Linked DNA regions of Mus musculus: region 2 is linked to region 1. A link is a contact called in public HiChIP or PLAC-seq data. All regions are on one chromosome and are shown on one strand. Each heading gives the region's core, a stretch centred on a gene start, on an enhancer-like site or on the middle of the called end of the contact. The rest is flanking DNA. Distances are from core to core; before and after follow the strand shown. Region 1 has its middle 17 kb from the start of Slc45a3. Region 2 holds the start of Mfsd4a (major facilitator superfamily domain containing 4A).

Evidence for each region. HiChIP or PLAC-seq counts read pairs in DNA pulled down with a chosen protein or histone mark.
Region 2: a contact with region 1 is called in an HNF4G HiChIP or PLAC-seq map of pancreatic cancer cells. The contact joins the promoter of Mfsd4a here to the enhancer-like site in region 1. A contact is called at or near these places in 6 of 39 promoter capture datasets (the 3T3-L1 cell line, hematopoietic stem and progenitor cells, hippocampal neurons and 2 more), 2 of 484 Hi-C or Micro-C datasets (the HPC-7 cell line and embryonic fibroblasts), 2 of 115 datasets of contacts at active chromatin or transcription factors (large pre-B cells and pancreatic cancer cells) and 2 of 9 other capture datasets (adipose tissue and liver).

Annotation. Positions count from the first base shown.
Region 1 is chr1:131,944,591-131,948,145 of GRCm38.p6, forward strand. No RefSeq gene overlaps it. Among named protein-coding and RNA genes, the nearest start is that of Slc45a3, 17 kb to the right of the region's middle. Within about 2 kb of position 1,266, at least 20 of the 459 cell types and tissues checked have an H3K27ac peak or open chromatin away from gene starts, as enhancers often do. A contact at or near this core is called in pancreatic cancer cells, where this site is marked.
Region 2 is chr1:132,065,778-132,069,769 of GRCm38.p6, forward strand. Mfsd4a (major facilitator superfamily domain containing 4A) reads right to left here and starts at 2,285. Exons shown (of 10, transcript NM_001114662.1): 1 at 1,886-2,285. The coding sequence starts at 2,115.

The DNA of each region.
Region 1 (3,555 bases), core at 16-2,515:
TCCACTTGAAATTCATATGGTAAGAGGAGAGAACTGACTCCAGAAAGCTGGGCCCTCCATGTGGACCAGTCTGTGTGCACATGCACACAAATAAATAAATCTTAAAAGAGGGGGCTGAGAAGATTGTTACATAGGTATGAACTTTTGCTCTGCAAACACAAGGACCTAAGTTCGAGTGCCTAGCCCCTACATAACAAACAACCCCAGCATTGGTTCTCAGAGACAGATGAATCCAGCAAGCTTGATTGCTGATGGCCATCCTCATCACAAGAGTGAACTCCTGGTTCACTGCCACCCCATCTCAATGGAAGTAAAGCTGAGAGCAATAGAAAAGACCTGATGCCACCTGGTGCACTGCCTTTAATTATTCCAGTCCTCAGGAGGCAGAGGCAGGCAGATCTCTGAGTTCAAGGCCAGCCTGGTCTACAGAGCAAGTTCTAAGACAGCCAGGGCTACACAGCACACAGCTTGTTTTTACAAAAAAAAAAAAAAAAAAAAAAATCCACCCTATATCTTACTCTGGGTTCCATATGTGTGTGCATAGGCATACCCACCTGTACATCTGTGTGCAGGCACCACATACCCACTAACTCACCAAGAATCCCATCTACTATTAGGTTCCCTACAGAGTCAGGCCTTATTTGAATTATTTTTCCCACTCTAGAAAGACAACTGGACAAATACCTTCAGGTGATCATATTCAAGAGCGGTGTATAGCACACATACAGTTTCATCTAACAAGGTAACATGACCGTCCTTAGGAAGAAACTGAAATCTAGAAATGGTTAAACAGTGTGCTCCCCACCTACATCACGGATAGCCTGATACCCCAACACTGGGCAAATATTGATTGACTAAAGTCAATTGGGATCGATTGCAATTTGGTTCCCATCACATGTGTCCCAGAACAGCTTCTGGCAGAAGCACCAGGCAGCCAGAAGCTAAATGAAAGGAACATGGCCGTAGTAGCATCTAGAGAAAAGCTCAAGGGCCTGGGTTTGTTTCTCCACTAACCAGCCAGGGCCTCAGTAAGATCCTTAGTCTTCCTGAGTTCCAGGGTTTTTTACTGCAGTGAGCTGGCTGCTTCTCATCAGTGCTGTGATGAGACCTTGTGAACGTTTGCAGAAGGGTTTCCCCTGGAGCCTGAGAGGGTAATAACATGGAGCAGAAGCAAGGCACAGGAGCCGAGCCACAGTGCCACAGGAGCCGAGCCACAGTGCCGTCTGCTCTTGTTGCACAGGGAAGTTATCTTTCTGACTGTTTTCTCTAAGGGTGGAAGGATGGCGTCATTAGGTGAATAAGCAAAAGGGAGTGCCAGCTGGGACTCACACAGCCTTCCGCTCAGTGTTCCCTCCCCCACTACCTACACACACCCACCCACCCCCACCCCCACCCCCATGGGCCCCTGCATGCCTTGCCTTAGGTACTGTCTGTCTGTTTGTTCTGATCCTGAGAACCACCTGGTAAACACGGTGCTTCTGTATGTCTTTATGCATGTGGAGTGATCCAGAGAAGGGCTTTGGTTGGAATGTCCTAGAATCTAGTAAGGGTACAAGCCAGGCCTACTTCCCAGGATCCTCTTGACTGGTCAGATCTTCCGGTTTAGGGACCATGAGTGGTAAGCAGGTGGGAGTGGCAGAAAACTAGTATCCCCTAGTCTGATAAGGAACACATTGTCATGAGCTCCTACCTGGTCCTCACTCTCTGATGCTGAAGTGGAGGGGGAAGGGTGAGCAGATGCCTCCGGTGAGAAGCCTCTCTCTTCCTTCTCTTTTGCTGGATCCTGGCTGAGTCTGCCTGAGTCTCGTGGAGTGGGCTACACTTGAGATATCCCTCCAGTACAATTTTAGGTACCTCTGGCTCCCTGTAGAGTTTGCAGAATACCAAACTCTTAATCCTCCTGCCTCAGCCTCCCAAATGCTAGAAATCTAGCTTGCCTCATTCCTCCTTTTGGAATAGAAGAGGAAAGAGGAATTCAGAACTGAAACCTCAGAGGAACTGGTTTATCTAGATCAGGGCCTCCCAACCTTGACTCTGCCGGAGGCCAATTCTTTGTGCTGAAGGATGTTTTAGCAGCACATGTGACCTTCACTCAGTAGGTGCTAACAACACCCTCCCTCATGGTATAATCAAAAACTGTCTCCAGATGCACAAACAGACAAAACTGCCTTGAGTTGAGAACTATCAACCTAACTGGTTCCTGATTGGATGCTTTTGTCCCAGAGGCCCCTTCTGAGGGTCAAGAGTAGAGCAGGCTGATGTGAAGAATCTCAGCGTTTGACCTCCACGTTCCAAACACAACTCAGAGGAGCCCAAAGGAAGCCCTTTGCTTTCCGTATTGACCATTGCAGCTCACCCAGCTCACCAGGCCATTCATCTACTAAGACTGGCCCATATTTGCATCCAGACAACTCTCAGTTCCCTGTCCTCGCCCTTTGTTAAAACAAAAGGCATGTCAATGAAACAAAACAGATTTATGTCATCAACGTGGTTTTTTTTTTTTTTTTTGGGGGGGGGGGGTGGCGAGACAGGGTTTCTCTGTATAGCCCTGGCTATCCCGGAACTCACTTTGTAGACGAGGCTGGCCTCGAACTCAGAAATCTGCCTGCCTCTGCCTCCCGAGTGCTGGGATTAAAGGCATGTGCCACCACGCCTGGCCTCATCAAAGTTTTATGTGATGTGCGAACCTTCAGATGGAAGACCCAAAGACCCAGGAGAAACTCTCCACCTTTATGTGGGGTTGATGAAGAAGGAACAGGCATACGGAAAAATGGCCTGACAGAATGATGACCGAGGAGGACCTGGCACGGCTGTTTGGGTTCTCATTGGCCTCTCTGTGACGTGTGGGGTGGGACTCTGCTGGAGTGTGTGTGTTAGGGGAGGCGGGTGTCTTTGACCTTGATAAAAATTCCTTTATGACTAACCCTTATACAGAAAGAGGGACTTAGAGTTCAGAGGGCTAGCTTCTCGGGGAAAGGACCTCAGCATCTGTAACCCACCTTGAGGGAGGGTAGAGAATCTGGTGTGTGAAGCTTGTCTCAGCAGAAAGGATATGAGACAGAAGACCAGAGAATCCCCCAAATGAGGCCTCAGGGGCCTTCCTCTTGAGACACTGTTTTCTGAACCCTAAAAAGAGGCAAACTCTGGGACGCTGGATCCTTTCCGCCTCAGACTTCTCCTAGTTCCCAGGGCAAATTACACGCTTCTGTAATGAAAGGAAATAGTTCCAGGGCTGAGCTGGGGAACCCAAGTCCCTGATGCCCCCTCCTCAGGAGTATGCTGGGAAGGGAAAGAAGAGAAGCTGTTTCTCTTGCCTGTACTTTTCTCTATCCTTGCTAGGGAGCCCAGTCCAGCCTGGGACAGGGACTGCTTCCTTCAGCCAGCAGAAGCTTCCAAACCTGCCCCAGGGCAGAGCTAGACATGGCAATTCCAGAGAAGCTGAATAGAGGGTGAGATTGCATGGGAGGAGAGGACCCTGATAGATTTTACTCTCAATCCTTTAGCTGCTGCCTGGGAGTGTGGTTGTCCCCTGCCACTGCTGTGGACAGCCCCTGG
Region 2 (3,992 bases), core at 1,035-3,534, 120 kb after region 1:
TTCTTTTTGACTGCTTGAGATAGGGTCTTGCTATGTAGCCCAGGCTAACCTCCAACTCAAGATTCTCTTGACTCAGACCCCAGAGAGTTGGGATTAGCGCCCATAGCTAAATCTCTTAACCCTTCTGTGTCTCCACTTCCTCCTGTATAAAACGGAGATAACAACATTACTTTGCAGGGCTGTGATGACAACCAAATGGGTTGATATAAGACATTTTGCACAATGGTTAGTTACTATTGTTGACGTTGCGGTTTCCTGCTGCAGGGTTCCCTCTCTGTTGCCTGTTCAGAGCTTTGGTGGATAAGAAATCTAGAGGGAGGACCAAAGCCAGGGAGAGATGGCCCAGTTAGGGGTATATTGCTTCCCATTTCAGAAAAGTGGGCTTGCCAACCCATCCCTTAGAATGATCCTCATTCGCCTTCCTGTTTGAGCTACATATGTTCCTAAAATATTCTAGGAAAGTGAGCATAACCCAGCCTATCTGTGAGGGTCGGGAGTGTGGTCCAGCACCAGGGAGTTTACCTGGGTTCCATTCCCAGCATCCCTGAACAACAACAACAACAAACAACAACAACGGACCCCCTCCCAGCACTTCCAAACAACAACAGGGCCCCTCCTCTGACATTCAGAGATACCCCCTCCTCCTTTTCATGAATTTTCTAGCTGAACATATTTTCAGAATTCCTATATATCCGATTCTATCCCAGACCCACAAAGTGCTAATAGGCACAAGGAGACTTTCGTCTGAGAATTCTTGCATTTGCAAAAGGATGTAGGGGAAATGAAAATAGTCACTCTCCAATTGCTGAGGTGCAGCAGGCTCTGGATTGCTTAGACTGGGGTCCATTTTATACTGACACCTGTGTTGCATCGTCCCACAGCTGCACACCCTTTGGCCTAGAATGGCCTCTGCACAAGATCTTTTATTCTATCTATCTATCTATCTATCTATCTATCTATCTATCTATCTATCTAGTTTTGTAACAGACCTCCCAATTGTGGTTTTGCAGTCCAGATAATTGCTCCTTTAGGAAGTAGAACAAGGAAGACCACACAGCAGCCTCTGGTGTGCAAACCATTCATTCCTCAGCTCTAGGTCTCAGTTCTAGGTCTATTCCTGGCTGTACAGAGACTGAAGGCTGCTGACTTTCTAGAAATATCTTCAGAGGGGTTCCTACACCAGAAAAATGGGGCTCTGCACGGCACCCAAAAGGGTAATATTCTGAGTGCCAGGGATAGACCAGAGCTCTGTCCTGACAGAAGCCAGGGAGAAGTAACAAGGTGGAGGGATACATTAGGGGTATTCTGGGTACTAGAGATAGAGGATGGATGAGAGGCTCTACACTTCTCTACCTGGCCCAAGGGCTCAGCCTCCGCAGGCAAATGCTGCAGCCGAGTCCTGTCTCCCTTAGGAGATCCCAGGAGCCTCACCATCTTGGTAAAGGGATCAGCTGTATCAATTGATGTGGACCTATTATGAGTGGAATCACCAGTGGGTTCCTAGTCAAACCACAGGCCAGCCCTGTCACTGAGAACTGTCCCCTGAGCTGGCACCGCCAACTGTCTTCCCCTCAGTGCCAATTCCACCTCCGGCGCCGAGGCTACAAAATCTCAGAGGAACAGAGCAATAAGGGTCTTACGCATCTCTGTACATTCCATCACTCTTTGGCTGGTGGGCTCGGTGAGCGAGGGCGAAAGGGTTCTGAGCTCTCTCGGGACGAGTGAGACAAATACATAGCCCAGATGTCACCTTCAGTCCCGAGAGAGTTTTCCGGGAGAGCTTGTAGTGGGGGAGGGAGGCAGCCCCTGGGCTAAGATCCAGCCCAGCTGGGCAGGTGGTCACAGCTGCGGGGATGTGGAGGGGCGTGCGGGGCGCGACACTCACGTCCTCTTGAAGACACCCCCGAGGGCGCTGCCCAGCAGGAGGCAGAGCTGCTGCGAGAAGAAGACCCAGGAGATCTGGGGCAACGAGCTGTGCGTCTGGCAGCGCAGGTCCAGAAGCGTGGGCCCCAGGAAGGCGATGCACAGGCCGAAGCTGAAGAAGACGCTCCAGTAGGTGAGCGTGGGCTGTAGGTTGCGGCGGAGCAGCTCAGACACCCGGCCGTCGCAGCCCATGGCTCGGCCGGCAGCTCGCAGCGAGCCCAGGGCCGAGTGCCGCGGCCAACCGGAGGCCGGGCGGGGAGGAGAGGAGAGGAGGGGAGCGCCGCGCGGCTGCCCCGCCCTCGGCCAGCGCGGGGACGCCTGGAGGTCCGGGGCGTCGCGGACGCACGTGTCCCGCCGCCGGGACCGCCCCGCCTCGCTTCACGTTCCTGGGGGCCCCACGTTGGTTAATTCACCCGGGAGCGCGACCCGCCAGCTAGTGCTAAAGGCTCCTCGCGCCCTACACCGCGCAGCCTTTCAGCCTGGCGATCTGAATCCACATCACTTGGTCTTGGGGTGCTGCCGTTGGACTTCGAGGGTCTGCCAGCGCGGCTCTCTACCTCCCATGCCCTACTCTCTAAAAGCAGTCCTATCTGTACATGACTTTCTTGTGGCTTTCATTTGGAACCTCAAGGGGTCCGGTACACTGTCATTTGGAAAAACAAAAGCAAAAACACCAAACACTCCCAGAAACTTGGACATTCGTTTTACTGCTTTTAGGTGCTGGGATTGACCCCAAGGCCTATAACATGCTAGGCAAGTATCCCCAGTCCTAGAAATTTAGGTCTTCTCCATTCTATGCTTTGGGGTGCGGGGGTATCACCCTGCACCTGTTCCATCACAGGTGAGGAAGGCAGTAAGGCCAAGCTCTGTTTAGGGTTCTATTTCTCCTTCCCAATGCAGTGAGGGAGGGCAGGAACCCCAGGACTCGCAGAGGAATTCTGAGATGATCCTCCAGGCAGAGTTCTCTTCCCACTTGAAAATGCCTTGACAGGGTGGAGGGGTTGTTTACACTCCAAGACCCTGATACCGACCCGACACCCCCACAGCCCTGGACAGTGGTGTATGGTCCTGCTCCTGAGGGAGTTAGGATCCGGTGCCCACACCAGAACCTAGGAGCACAGCAGTTAAGGACCTTCAGTGTCTCCTTTGCCAAGTGTCTTAATAGTGCTGGAGGTTGTGACATCGTGCCCACAGAAGTGTTTGGCTGGGTGACCCCATGATACCTTGGCGTGAAGTGGAGATAATCAATTTCCTGAGCAGGGACACTACCTCAGAGTGCTACCCCATACCTGTCCTGGACTGTGCATCAGAGGAAGGCTCCAGTTTAAGAGTCCCTCTGGCTCATTTACTCCATGGGTGATGGCATAGACTAATTTAATGGCAGTAAAGGTGGGATTTATAGTACATGAAATAAGGTACAAAGTTATCACCTGAAAAAAATATAATCATTAGCCACTGCTGTGAAGTTCTAGAGGAACAGCAGCTCAGAGATGGGAAGGGTGACCTGGGGCTCAGACCCTTATCTCCTCCCAATTATCCCTGTGGTAGGTAGCTTGATAGCTTTCTTCTGTTGATGGAGACTTGCTTGCCGTTTACTTTTCATTTCTTAAAACATCGTTTTTAGATTTGTCTATTTTATGTATGCTTCACCTGTCCGTATTTATGTCTGTGCACCATGGGCATGCCTGGAGCCTATGGAGGTCAGAAGATGGGGTTAGATTGCCTGAAACTGGAATTACAAATATTCGTGAGCCACCATGTGGGTGCTGGGAATCGAATGTGTGTCCTCTGCAAGAGCAGCCAGTGCTTTTAACTGCTGAGCCATCTCCGCAGCTCCTGCTTGGCCCACTCCCATTGTGCATCAGCTGTGGGGAGGATGAGTCTTGCACTAAACTGAAATGTTCCTCCTTGTAACTGTTCCCCAGAGCTTCCCACTCGGCACCTGTTAGCTCCTCCCTCCGCCACATGATCTGCATGCAGGGACTTCACAATGCCATCTGGACACAGGGATTTTATGTCTCCAGGTAGAGTACCTGGAACCTTTGTGATTTTTCTAGATGATGCATACC